Regions from separate parts of the Sus scrofa genome. Here region 2 is linked to region 1. The links are chromatin contacts, called in public Hi-C maps. All regions are on one chromosome and are shown on one strand. Each heading gives the region's core, a stretch centred on a gene start, on an enhancer-like site or on the middle of the called end of the contact. The rest is flanking DNA. Distances are from core to core; before and after follow the strand shown. Region 1 has its middle 42 kb from the start of LEKR1. Region 2 has its middle 36 kb from the start of CCNL1.

Evidence for each region. A called contact is a pair of places that touch in the nucleus more often than the background predicts.
Region 2: a contact with region 1 is called in a Hi-C map of embryonic fibroblasts, with 2.2 times the contacts expected there. The contact joins two enhancer-like sites. A contact is called at or near these places in 3 of 47 Hi-C or Micro-C datasets (adipocytes, embryonic fibroblasts and fibroblasts) and 1 of 2 datasets of contacts at active chromatin or transcription factors (alveolar macrophages).

What each region holds. Positions count from the first base shown.
Region 1 is chr13:96,595,241-96,602,195 of Sscrofa11.1, forward strand. No RefSeq gene overlaps it. Among named protein-coding and RNA genes, the nearest start is that of LEKR1, 42 kb to the right of the region's middle. Within about 2 kb of position 1,796, at least 16 of the 83 cell types and tissues checked have an H3K27ac peak or open chromatin away from gene starts, as enhancers often do. A contact at or near this core is called in embryonic fibroblasts, where this site is marked.
Region 2 is chr13:96,965,540-96,971,947 of Sscrofa11.1, forward strand. No RefSeq gene overlaps it. Among named protein-coding and RNA genes, the nearest start is that of CCNL1, 36 kb to the right of the region's middle. Within about 2 kb of position 4,437, at least 52 of the 83 cell types and tissues checked have an H3K27ac peak or open chromatin away from gene starts, as enhancers often do. A contact at or near this core is called in embryonic fibroblasts, where this site is marked.

The DNA of each region.
Region 1 (6,955 bases), core at 546-3,045:
ACAGAGACAATGCCAAATCCTTAACCTGATGCACCACAGCAGGAACTCCAATGCACAACCCCTTTGACCTAGCAATTCCACCTAGAGGATTCTAGTCTACAGAGAGGCACACACAAATGTGAAAATACACAAGAACATTTGCTAAATAATTGTCTCTAATAGCAGTAAACTGGAAACAACTTAAAGTTCTATCCATAGAATGGTTAAAAAAAAACCAACTATGTATGACTGACTGATTCTATGACTACACCAAAAATGTATGCAGATTTATGTGCTGAAATGCTAATGACCATGACATATTGCTAAGTGGAAAAAAAATCAAATTACAGAATGGTATGATACTGTCTTTGCACAAACAAAACAAGCAAAGCATTGTGTGTGTATGGGACATGGGGGTGGGTATGCACAGATGTGCATTTGTATCTGCTTAGAAAAAAAATGTCTGGGAAGTGTGGACACTAAATTCTAGCAGTTAATAGCTTCTCTTCTGATAGTGAGAAGTATCCCATTTTAGAGAAGATTAACACGTTTTAAAGCAAGCATGTGTTACTTTTACAATTAAAAATACACACATGGAGTTCCCATCGTGGCTCAGCAGAAACGAATCTGACTAGCATCAATGAGGACGCAGGTTCCATCCCTGGCCTCGCTCAGTGGGTTAAGGAGCCAGTGTTGCTGTGAGCTGTGGTGTAGGTCACAGACTCACTTCGGATCTGGCATCGCTGTGGCTGTGGTGTAGGCCAGCAGCTACAGTTCCAATCTGACACTTAGTCTGGGAATCACCATATGTCGTGGGTGTGGCCCTAAAAAGACCAGAAAAAAAAAAAAAATTTACCCATAAAGCTATTCAGGTCTAGGGTTAGGCCCAAATCAGGGCCTAACTTCAGTATTTTAAATGGGCATTAGGAATTCATTTTCTTTGAAAGATATGAGGCTAAGCAGGTTTTCTACTTCTTCTTGAACAATGCTGATTGTGTCCTTTAAGGAATTTGTTCATTTCTTTTAAGTTGTCAGATTTATTGACACACACACACAAAGGAAATAGCCTACTCCTCAATTAAAGGGAAAGCAGAGAAAAGACGGCAATAAACTTCAGTTCATATTTCCAAACAATTCCAGGAATTTTAAATAAGATGCATTTTCATCTACATAAAAGACCTCTTGGAATGGAGAAGGGAAGGAAAGCCACTTCTCTACCAGTGGAAGGGGTTGGCTAGCTCTGGTCTGTGCAAGAGTGTGTGCAGGGACTGTGTCCATCTTGCTCATGATCACTCCGGTGTCTACTCTGGGTTGGGCATCTAGCAGGGCCTCCATACAAACTGGTTGAATTAAAAAATTAAATGGGGGAAAAATGGCAATGGTTCTGTGACAAATTTACTGAACGGTGTACAGTAGGGAAATCTGGCAGGCAGCTGATGGGAAGTTTCTTTGTTCTTACTGAGTTTAGATACTAGAGTCAAATTCTAGAATTTAAATAGGAAGTTACAAGCACCATAACCATGTTGAGGAAATTAACCAGACTGAGAAAGAGTGCTGCTCACTGGCTGAGAATCTTTCTCATACTGAAATAGCAGAAGTTGCCTAAGCAATTTTTTCTCTGCCAGCTCACAAAAAGGATCACTGATTCAGGAAATGACCTCTAAGTATAACATTTTAGTTTTAATTTTTACATTCAAAAAGTCATGTGGTGAATGGGGCCAGAATCAGAATTACCTGGGGCTTTAGTGGGTTAGAGTGTTACTGGGCAAAGTGAGAAAACAGAGCAAGATTTATTGAGCATCTCATAATGACTCATCAGGGCACAGGGTTAGTCACTCAGCACATGGTATCTCATTAAAGTTCATAACAAGCTTGTGAGGCACTGTCATCATTTACAGAAGAGGAAAAAGAGACTTGGAGAACTTGGGTAACTTGTCTCAGAAGACAAAGCCAGAAAGTGGCAGAGCTGGGATTTGAATTCAGATGGGCCTGGCTCCAGGGCCCATGGTCACTTCCTGGGCCACAGGACTCTGTCTTGGTTGGTGTTGGAGTGACTCACCTATGTCACATGAGAGCAGTCCCTGTGGAAGACTTCCAAGGACTTGGTTCCTAAGAACTGACTAGACTGGACCATCACCTCTGCAGAACTAATCCAGAAATTTTTACACTTATATGAGAGATGCCTATCCCATCTTTAACTTCTAGAAGTTTTGGGGAAATGACTTGGTATTACCAAACGGGATTCTCCAAATCCTGAATAAACACAAGCATGCTGTATATTCCCCCAAACTCATCCCAGGACATAGAGCACCCCCATGCTGAAACAAATCACAGCTCCTGAAGAACTGCTTACGAGGGTGGCAGTGATGCGGAGACAGTCACGTGTTATAAATACCCGCATGGAATAAAAATCTACATTTAATTTTCCATGATATTTGCTAACTCAGATGAAATGATTTTCATCTTCATTTTCACCACAGCAGAAAAAGTTAAAATACCACAATGCTGCAGCTTTCAGCATGTTTATATCACCTCTGATTCCTTCTCTAATGCATTTCAGGCCCAGTGTTTAGCCCCCATTGACACTATGTTAAGCACTACACCTATTTCCTTGACACACTGTCCTGAACCTCTAATGTTAGGGTGCTTCACAGCCAGGTCCTTCACTTCCTACTTTTCTCTCCTTCCAAAGCTCTACATTATCTTTTACAAAGCAACAGCACCTACCTTTATCTCCCCAGTCTTCACATCTCCAGTCAGATGTCCAATGGCAACTTCCCGTGTAACGCAGCTGCAAAGAATTCTCAGTTCCTACCTTCACCTCAAACTTATTCCTCCCCTTCCCTCTAAATTCAGTTCTCTATCCCATGATACTGTCAACCATTCTGTTGTTCAAACCATAACCTATTTCCTGGTTTCCTACTTTTCCCCTCACCTCCACATCTAATTCTTCAGCAAGTTTGAAGGTTCTGCTTCTAAAATGTCTCAAAACCATCCACTTTACTTCCTTTCTGCCAATGTTAAGCTACTAATCACTTATCTCAACTATTCTTAACTGGTTTTCTTGTTTCCATCTGTCTCCCATAAAGGAGCCAGAATGATAAGTGTAAAACATAAATAACATTGATATCCTGCAGTCTTTCAACATTTTCCAGTTGTACTATACCATGGTCCACAGGACTTGCATCATCCAGCCCCTGCCTACCTCTACAACCTCATCTCCTAGATCTTTTTCAAAACTCACAGCCCTGCAGGCACATTGTCCTCTACCTATTCCTTGACCACACAAAATTAGCTTCCTTGAGCTTTTCCTGGAAGCTCCCCAGGTTCTTCCTCCAGATTTTCCATGGCTGGGGTCTTCCTCATTATTCAGAACTGAGAGCATATGTTAGATCCTAAAAGATTCTTCCATGACCACATTAGAGTGGGTATGCCTTACTTTGCCAGTCAGCCTCTATTAAGATAATCTGTATTACTTATTTTTTCTTTTTACAGAACAGCATATGGAAATTCCCAGAGTAGGGGTTGAATCAGAGCTGCAGCTGCCCACCACAGCCACTCTGGATCCGAGTCGCATCTGCAACTGTTAAAGCTTGCAACAACGCCGGATCCTTAACCCACTGAGCAGGGCCAGGGATAGAACCCACATCCTCACACAGACAATGTCAGGTCCTTAATTTGCTAAGCCACAGCAGGAAACCCCTTGTTTTAGTATTTTTATTGTAAAATCATCTATAATTATTTTTCAATCATTTACTTATCTATTTATTGTCTGCTTATCCCTAGAGAAAGATACCATCACGTGGGCAGGGAACTTTTCTTTCTTGTTAAGGGCTGTATCTCCAGCTCTAAGATTCATCTTTCACTGAAACAGGAGAAGTTGCCTGGGCAATTTTCTCTCTGCCAGACTACAGAATTGTAGGAAAAGACCTCAAAGTATAACATTTTAGTTTTAATTGTTGCATTAAAAATACTGTGGTGAATGGGACCAGAGTTAAGCTTCTAAATCAGAATCAGAGTAGCACTTAGTAGGTGTCCAATAACAGTCTGTTGACTATTGAATGCACAATTGCTTCATTATGATGACAAGGGAGTGAAATGCTGCTGCCCTTTACTAACCTGAGGCTATAATTATGATAAAAGAACACTGTATTTAAGCAGCATTCTAATTAAATGACAAATTCTGGCTTGTATTTAAAATATACAGTGCATTGTGTCATGACTTACTGGATCATTTATCACATCAGTTGGACATTGCAAAATGCTCACCACTTGAATTCAAGCAAAGAAGAACACAAGGGAAATCTGCTTTCCTAATAGTGACCAGCTGCCCTCACTGAACATTCCTGTTTGATTTTCATCACTTTCCACGTCTAGCATCACATCAGAATGCTGAGATAGCCAAATACGGGCTGCTCTGATTAATGACCGCCATCTCCCCTTGAAAACAGTCCCTCCCAGTTAGTTAAACTAGACCGTGGCAGACCTGGCTTCCAGCCCACGAGCAGGCAGTAAAGGGGGCAGCTTGCCTTTGAATGCCCCCTTTCCTAAGCAGAGGTCCACGGTGAGGACACTGATCCTTCTTGGTAAGGGTGGCAGCATTTATTTTTCTCCTTACAAACAGTAATATATTATTTATTCTCAGCATCATTTGCAAAACGTTATCTGAAAGAAGCCTAAGATTTCCTCTTGCCTCCTAAGGAGGACTTCTAAATAGAGGCATTTTATAAACAGCTGCATGTTCTTTTGGAGAGGAAATTGGAGGAACTGGCTGGCTGTAAAAAACGAAACATGGAGCTGTATGAATGCCTTTTCTTCTGATAAATTATGGGTAAACCTGAAGGAGCAGAAAAGACAGCAGGCATTTTGTTATCTGCAAATTAAGCCCAGGGCATGTGGTATGGCCCAGAGTGACTTCTCCAAACTGAAGTGGATATACTTTAACTCTGGGCTAAAAACAACAACAACAACAATTAAAAACAGTCTTGATAAATTGCAAGAAAGAACCATTCATTTCCATTAGATTTCTTCTGATGAAGTTCTGTGGATAGCTAAATTGGGCAACAATGTCTTTTTTGCAGATTGTAAGAGATTTATTTCAGGATTCTCTGTCAACAAAGAATGCAAGATGAGTTCAACTCAGATTCCACATAGATTTGGAGGAAGGAGAACATACAAATCATAGTGAATGAAGTAGACAAAGATTTCCTGAGGAGTCACAGCAGTTAATTTTTGGGGCTTTTTTTTTTTTTTTTAAACTCTGGAACGTGGGATGCAAGATGACTTCCACCTGCAAGGGAATTAGGCTATGCTATTTGTTCTTGAAACTCAGGGAAGCTGAACACTAATCTGAGCTTCACTGAGGTCTTTGCACATGTCAGGACTAAAACATCCAAGTTTCATGGAAATTCAGAGTTACAAAGGGCTTTGGGGATCTTGTGCTCAATTTATGGATGAGGCCACAGGTCCAGGAAGGTTTCTATCCCAAAGCCAGAAGTCAGTTCCATTTTAGGCTTCTACCACTTTCCTCTTAATCTCTTCTCTGTCTACCTCTCTCTTCTTTAACTTGGAAATTCTAAACCTGTTTGAAATTATGGTGGTCAGAAAACAGCTTAGGAAAGGATACCAGCTGAACTTCATGTCATGTTGGAAATACACCTCCAATTGCAAAATGAAAACATTAGGAAGACAAAGTTCAATGTGGGGGCTTCTATTTAGACAAATTTGCATGAGTATTTCCGTTTTATGTATTAAGAGGTTCTTTTTTTTTTTTTGAAGGTTTCCAAATAAAGAGTGAAAATGGTCTTTGGTCTGATTCAAAGATAATAGTTTCAGTTGATTTTAATTTCTATTGACTAGCTAATTATACATCATGCTGTTTCTCAAACTCCAACCACTCCATCCCCAAGGTCAAATGCCATCTATTTTCTGTCTGCCTCTGTGTTCTCAAAGAGAAGCTGGACACAATCAGGATTCAGGCATGTAGTTATATTTGGTCTAGAATACTTATATATTTGCATCTTGATTTGCAAGTTATTAGCAAAATATCTGAACCTGTGAATCAAATTATTTCATTGGCTTTCTAAAGACATGATGACCCCAAAATACCCTCCACCATCATGGACACCAACTGAGAAAAATGAAACTTTTTTTTAACTAACTGTCCTCTACCCTTCTTCTGAGAAAAATAAAAAAAAAAAAAAACTTTCCTATGAGAAAACAAACTATCTTAATATCCAATAATAAAGTAGTGATTAAGTAAATCATGGCACACAACCTGCATAAAGTGTTATGCAAGGATCAACAATTATAACGGAAACTGCAGCAATGTGGAAATGTTTATTTAATAATTATACGTTGAATATCTACTGTATTCCAAAACTCTCCTAGGTAGTGGAAATAAAGGTGTACCACAAAGAGATTGCAGGGTAGTAAGGGAGTCAGACATGAACAAAGCATTTTAGGAAGAAAGGACAGTGAGAACAGAGGCCTAAAGGTATGTTCTGGGAGCTGAGAGCCATTCAGTAAGGCTGAAAAGACAAGGGTGGAAAGGAGATAAAGCCAGAGAGGAAGGGGACAGATTGAGGGAGGCCTTGGGATTTAGTCTGTGGATAAAGAGATACCATTATAGTTTTAGCAGGATAAAATACACAATTGCTATAGTAGTCACGCAATCACTTGATTGTTCATTTGTTAATTCAAAGATCACTTATTGAGTGTGTATTCACTGTGACAGGCACAGGTACCATAAAGGTGAATAGAACATAATCTCTGCCTCTGAGAGGCTAACAACCCAGTGGTGGGACACTTGTATAAGAAAGTCATTATAACACACTCTGATTAGCACTTCAAAGAAGCCATCTAATCTACAAGGTGCACGAGAGCAAATGCTTTGATGGGGAGGGAGTGGATGAATGGGCCAGGTGGTCCTTTGGCAGGAAAATCTTTTCCTTCTACCCATGTTAGGTTTATTGGC
Region 2 (6,408 bases), core at 3,187-5,686, 370 kb after region 1:
AACATGTGTTAATGATCTATTGCTATTGTAACAAATTACCACAAACTGAGTGGCCTAGAGTGACACAAATTTATTATTTTACAGCTCTACAGGTCAGAGATCTGAAATGGGTTTCACTGGGCTAGTTAGGTTGTGGGCAGGGCTGATTCCTTCTGGAGGTGCCAGGAGGAATCTCTTTCCTTACTTTACCAGCTTCTAGAGGCTGCACCCCTTGGAGCAGAGCCCCTCCCCCACGTTCAAAGCCAGCAGCAGAGCGTCTTCCAGTCTCTCTGACTCTGCCTCTCCTGCCTCCCTCTTTCACTGCTAAGGATCCTTGTGTCTGTAGGATTATCACCCAGATAATCCAGAATGATCTTTCATCTCAAGATCTTTAATCTTGGAGGAGTTCCCATAGCGGCTCAGCAGAAACGAACTGACTAGAATCCATGAGGATGCAGGTTCGATCCCTGGCCTGGTTCAGTGGGTTAAGGATCCGACATTGCCATGAGCTGTGGCCGCAGACATGGTTTGGATCTGGCATTGTTGTGGCTGGGGCATAGGCTGGTGGCTATAGCTCCAATTCAACCCCTACTGTGTAAAGTGATGTATTCACAGTTTCCAGGATTAGAGGATGGACATCTGGTGGGGCAGGGGGCAGTGTTCTGCCTGGCACAGCGCTGACCCAGGTCCCTGAGCTGTGGTCTGTCTCTCAGAGGACCCTTCACCTTTGCCTGCTGGTTAGCCAAGCAAGACAGTGGCCTCAAGGAAGAAAGCTCTGTGTAATCTTAGGAAAACATATAATCCATCCATACTTCAGTTTCTTCATCTGTGAAATTTTAGAATTGGCTGTTCTCTAAGGTGTCTTCCAAATCTAAACCCTATGTTCCTCATCTCTTTGGAAAAATAAGCATTTGAAGAAATCTGGTTGCTTAAGAAACCAAACTGATGTTGTTCCCGTGCCGTTGGCGGGTCCTATGGCCCCACCCTGGGGAGGCTCTACCAGCCCATGTGGTGGGAGCCAGGGAGGGAGCAGGTGGCCCTCTGCTTTCCCAAAGGCAGAAGAGGGACCCAGGAGGCACAGGTGGGTGTCTGTGGCTGAGAGGCCTCTCCAGGGGAAGACAATGCATTGTTCTAGCCCTCTCTGCTGAGTCACCATTAAAGGCCCTGGGTGATGGTGCCAATCTCAGAAATGGCTGCTGACTCAGAGCTACCCGAGGGGTCCAGGGAAGCACCTGGACCTGCTGGGCCTGCTCCTCTCACGTGGGCACACAGACCCCTTCCGACCTCCCTGGAGCCTCAGGCTCTTAGGATCGCAGTTCTCAGGACACTGGACATCCTTCCCTGTCACGTGACATGGAGCTGTCTTGGGTTTAGACTCTCCAGTTACTCCGATGAATCACACTGTTTTGGTGGCTTCCTTCCCTCTCTGGTCTGGCCCTTAAAATTAGGTTCACTTTGTACCCTCAGCCCCATGAGCCTCAGAGAGACACCCCAGGTTGTCAAGACTGCTCTGGGCCACCTATTCCTTCCTTTCCCAAGGTAGTGCCACCTATCAGCAAGAGCTCTGGGCCATAGACCGAGAAACCAGGGCTTGCTGTTCCTGTCCTCTGAGCTGCTGTGGGGCATTTGGCAGTCACACCATCCCTGTGGGCCACATGGAGGTTTAACAATATTTCCTCCAAAGTCCTTTCCAGCGGCAATACGAAGGGCTCTGAGGCGATCCTCCTGAAAGTCCTCTTTGGTTCTGGAAGTCAGTCATCCTCTCTCATAGAATTTCTGAATATGGTGGGTCTGGCTCAGCTTAAAGAAAACCATGGCTATGCCTTCCTTGGATTAGCTTTTCCTGTGGCTCTCGTCGGCAGTGTCTGTCCCCCTGCCAGGAAGGTGCTGATCCACAGCCTCAGGAATGCCCAGCACTCTGCTCAGGGCCCCTTTCCTTTCCTGTGCAGATTTCTCAGTCCCGCTTGTCCCACCCAGTCTAGACTAGATGGTTGCCTCTGTGCGCCAATCCCTTGGGGGTCACTGTGGAGGTCGGAAACCGAACTGTGACTTACTCTTCACCCCAGTGACAAGCCTTTCATTCCTCCTTCCTAGTTGGGCCTGCCTAACCAGACCAGCACCAGGGTGAGAGGGGAGAAACTTCTGCTGTGTAGTAACCCTGAGGGCGGGCGCTACTCAGTGGGTGGATGTCACCTCTGTCCCTGGAAGCTCTGGGACATCCAGGGCCCCACCCACCTCTCCAGGGCCTAGGTATAAGGCCTTGTACCCCTGCCTCAAGCCCAGCCAGTTTGCCAAAGTTCCAGAACTTTCTTGGACACTTTGAACTATACAGGTGCTCTCTGAAAGAGAACAGAGTTGCCTTCTGCCTCATCCATTTCAGAGTCAGCTGGTGTCTTGTGTCCCCTTTAAAAAAAAAAAAAAATCTTTTTCTACTCATCCAGCAAAGAGCGCTTATTTATCTCACGAATTTGAGCACCACCCTCACCTCTTCAGAAGGAAACCACACAAACTGGGTGCTGTAAACTAGCTTCCCACAGCGTTGGGGGCACACGGGGCCTCCTGGGGAGGGTCTCCCCTCCTCCAGGGTGTATACTCAGCTGCAGAGCACAGAAAGGCCTATTGTTCCGCCGGCCACGTGCTGGGTGTCCCCCCTCCCCCCTCCCAGGAGGTAGAAACGCTGCCTGGAGACCTTATCATCTCCTGCCTGGCTTTCTGTTTGGTTTTGTTTCTGGTCTTTCCTTTTTTTGTGGTACTTCCTGGCCCAGACCCCCAGCCGCTTGCTGCACCTTGTTCGTCCCGTACCCCATGCCCAGCGAATGCCTTTTGCGTGCCTTTGATGTCCCAGCTCAGTTCTGGGGGAGCAGAGTGAACAACTCCCCCTTCGAGGCTCTGGGGGTTCGGCAGAGGGAGGGAACAAAGGCACGGCGTGGGCAGGGCCCAGGCCCAATCCACGGGGGCCTACAGCTCCCCAGTGAGTGTTGGGACATGGACACGGCAGGGGCTGGGCCGCCAACATTGGCAATGTCATAGGTCTTCGGAGCATCCAGCGCACCGGCTCAGAGGAGGAGTGTTGCAGGAGGAGCCAGGAAATTCTGGTTGGTCCCACTCCGCCACCGTGTGACCCCGCATGACCCACACCTCCCAGGGGAGACTCTGTGCCCCAAGAGGGGGCAAGAGCCCCCGTCCTGCCTGCGTACTTCCTGGGGCTGAGGTAGAGAGGCCGCTAACACAACCCTCTCCGAGGAAACGCTGGGAGAAGCAAAGGGCCTTTGTGAGTCAGCAGTGGGAGTCGTTGCTTGGTCCTTGCCCACCGTTTACCCTGAACCCTGCCACACTAGTTCCAGTAAACACCTAGTGGGCTTGTGCTGCCCCCTAGTGGCAAAATCGAGTCCTCATAATTCACTTCCAGTTAAATTTCAATTCTCTTAAAAATATCAGAAAAATTACTAAGGATGAGTATGAATATATATATATATATATACATATATGTATATATATATAGAGAGAGAGCCCAGCCTGGATTTTATCTATTTTTATACCAGTGCATTCATAAAATATATTTAAAAATATTTATTAATGGAGGAAGTCACCCATGAAGGCAAAAGTGCCCAACACAGCCCTGGACCCAAGGAGGAAGGCATGTCCCAGCTCCCCCTTCCTCAGGCCGCTAGCCGGCTGCTGGCTGCTCCTCCAAGCCTGCGGGGAGGCCTGCCTGGGGCCTGCTGGTGGCCTCTTGTCAAGGCCTTACCAAAAAGGCTGGTACTTGCCCCGAGATGATGGAGATAAGATGGAGGAACAGATGGAGAAACCAAAGCAATATGGCTGCTTTTCTTCAGCCTTTAAAAAAACTTTTAAAATCCCCAAAGAGTACAAAACACCATGAGAAATAGTTCCTTTTCTCTTTGCTAATATTGAGACAGGACTAGTTGACCTGGAGAGACATTATGGCTCCTGAATTTTTTTTTTTTTCTTTTTCTTTTTTGGCCTCCCTGTGGCATATGGAGGTGCTGGGCCCAGGATCAGATCCTAGTCACAGCTGCAACCTACCTGGGATATTGAACCCACTGCGCCAGGCCAGGGATTGAACCTGGGTCCCAGTGCTGCAGAGACACTGCCAATCCCATTGCACCATAGCAGGAACTCCGGGGCTCCTGCACACTAATGATAACAAGTGACCAATAACCTCTGGCTTCCCTCTTTATGAGAAGTGTCCTCAGAGGCTGCATACCTCATCCCCCAGGGAGCAACTGGCCCTGTTTTCAGACAAGGAATTTGGAGTCTAAGAGGTCACAGGCTTGTGAAAGGGAAACCCTAGCTTGAACCCAGGGATTGGGGCTTCAGATTCTCACTCTCCTCACTGCTTTGAGTGCTGGGAGTTGAATGACACACACCCCTCTACAAGGTTGGGAGGAAAATGCTGCAGAAAAAGTCCACAATGCTTTTCCCTCCATACCTGTGAAATTAGTAATCTAGTCAACAGTCATCCTCTAATCATGATGAATAATCAACTGAAAACTCCTGCCCTTTGACCTGGTTAACTGCTTTCCTTTCTCCTTTTCATGTGACAGAGATTCCTGAAGAGCCTTGCACATTCCTAATAGTTCTTCACACCCTCTCTCAGGCCTTCCCAGGCCTCTGAGAAGCTTCCCTTGAGACTCAGCTTCCTGGCATTGGATCTGGGATGAAAGGTCCCTGGGCTTCTGGAGGCTTCCTTCCAGGCCCCCCTCCAGCTCCACGTACCCTCTCCCTTCCCCTAAGCGGGGCCCAGATGATGGGCAGAATTGAGAAGAATGTTGTCAGTTTGGTACCATGTCTTGTCTTGCTTTGAGGAAACCAATGTGCACAACACTGAAAAGCATGGAGGGTTTGACGGTGGTGGGACGGGGGGCAGCCATGTCACAGAGGCCTAGGAGACCCAGGAAGGCAGTTGATGACCCGTCACAGGTGCTGGGTTTGCTGAGAAGGGCTTCTGATACCCGCAGTGCAGTGAAGTGACGTGAAGACTGCATCTTTACCCACAGGAGGTGCAAACATCCGAGTGAGTGTGCAGAAAACTTTCTTCCAGAGCTTTCATCTCTGGGGTGGAATCAAGTGGGATCATATGTGCCTTCTTACAGTCTAGGAAAACTCACATTCCATAAGCATCTCTGAGGTGCAGCCCTTGGCCATTGGAAACCCTTGTTAAGTAGGGATTATTTGCCCAGCTTTAGTTGCTCAGCTTTACATATTAGTAAACTGAAGTTCAGAGAGGCTGAGAGATTTAGCCAAGATCACAAAGCTAGTTGGGAGAGTATTGACTCAGGGCATGATATAAGCTCCAGAAACCCTTGAAACCATAGTTTGCCTGACCCAAGACACCCTGGATACGTCTCTCCTTGAGACTGAGGGGAGTCCCTTGTAGCACTCTAGGTAAGAGCGGATGATCTCCCCATCAGTCGGATTTCTAAGTTGAGTGATCGGAGGTTATGCGTACAGGTGCCTGCCCAGGCACTGGCCTTTGTCCCAGTCTCCCATTCCCTTCCTCCACGGGCACACGAAGGTCAAGTCCTGACTGTGTCAGTCCCTGTGGACTCATCTGTCTATCTGCCACAGATGTCTAGCAGCTGACCAAGATAAGAATGGAGTGAATGGGCTTTGGAGCCAGGTGGGCTTGGGTGTAAATTTCAACTTCTGCCATATTTTCAGGGAAAACTCAGGTTTTAGCATGGGGATGGGGGTGAGGAGGTTCGAGTCAGAATCCTGCAGTCTCTGCCAGCCTCTGAGTAGAGGAGGGGTGGGAGCCAGCCGCCAGCCATCCCCATAACAGCAAGGCCTTCCTGCCCCCAGGTGGGGAAAGAGCCCACCGCCGACAGCGGGCAGCACCCAGCTCAAGGGATACAATTTCAGGGCCCAAACAAGACTCAGATGGCTCTGGTCCTCCAAACTCTCTCCCATACACTAGTCCAAAACTCACTTTCAAGGCCCACTGTAACCATCCCTGGGGGTGAGGGAGGGGTGGGGAATGACACGTCACAATGTTTAAAAGAACACTGGGGAGAGCATTAGCATGGAGCCCACCAGGAACCACACTTTAACACCCGATCTGTGGCCTCTGTCTCCTCTTCTTTAACGTATAAAGCTAATAGAATGTGATGACATGACACTGCTGCTCTAGGCACTTTTTATGTACGTTGTCATTCCGAGCTCACAATAGCCTGAGTCCCATTTTCCCCATGAAGCAGGCATGTGGGTGAGGTCACCTAGCCACGGTCACAGGAGCAAAGCTGGACTTGGAACTCAGGCAGTCAGGTGGCAGCGTCCCTGCTCTTGCTTCTTATGGCAATAACGAGGCCTTACTCTCAGGTGAGAGGCCAGACTGAGAGAAGTCCTACATCTAAAGTTTCTGACACGAAACACGAACTCAGTTAATACTATTTTCCTTCCCTGGGC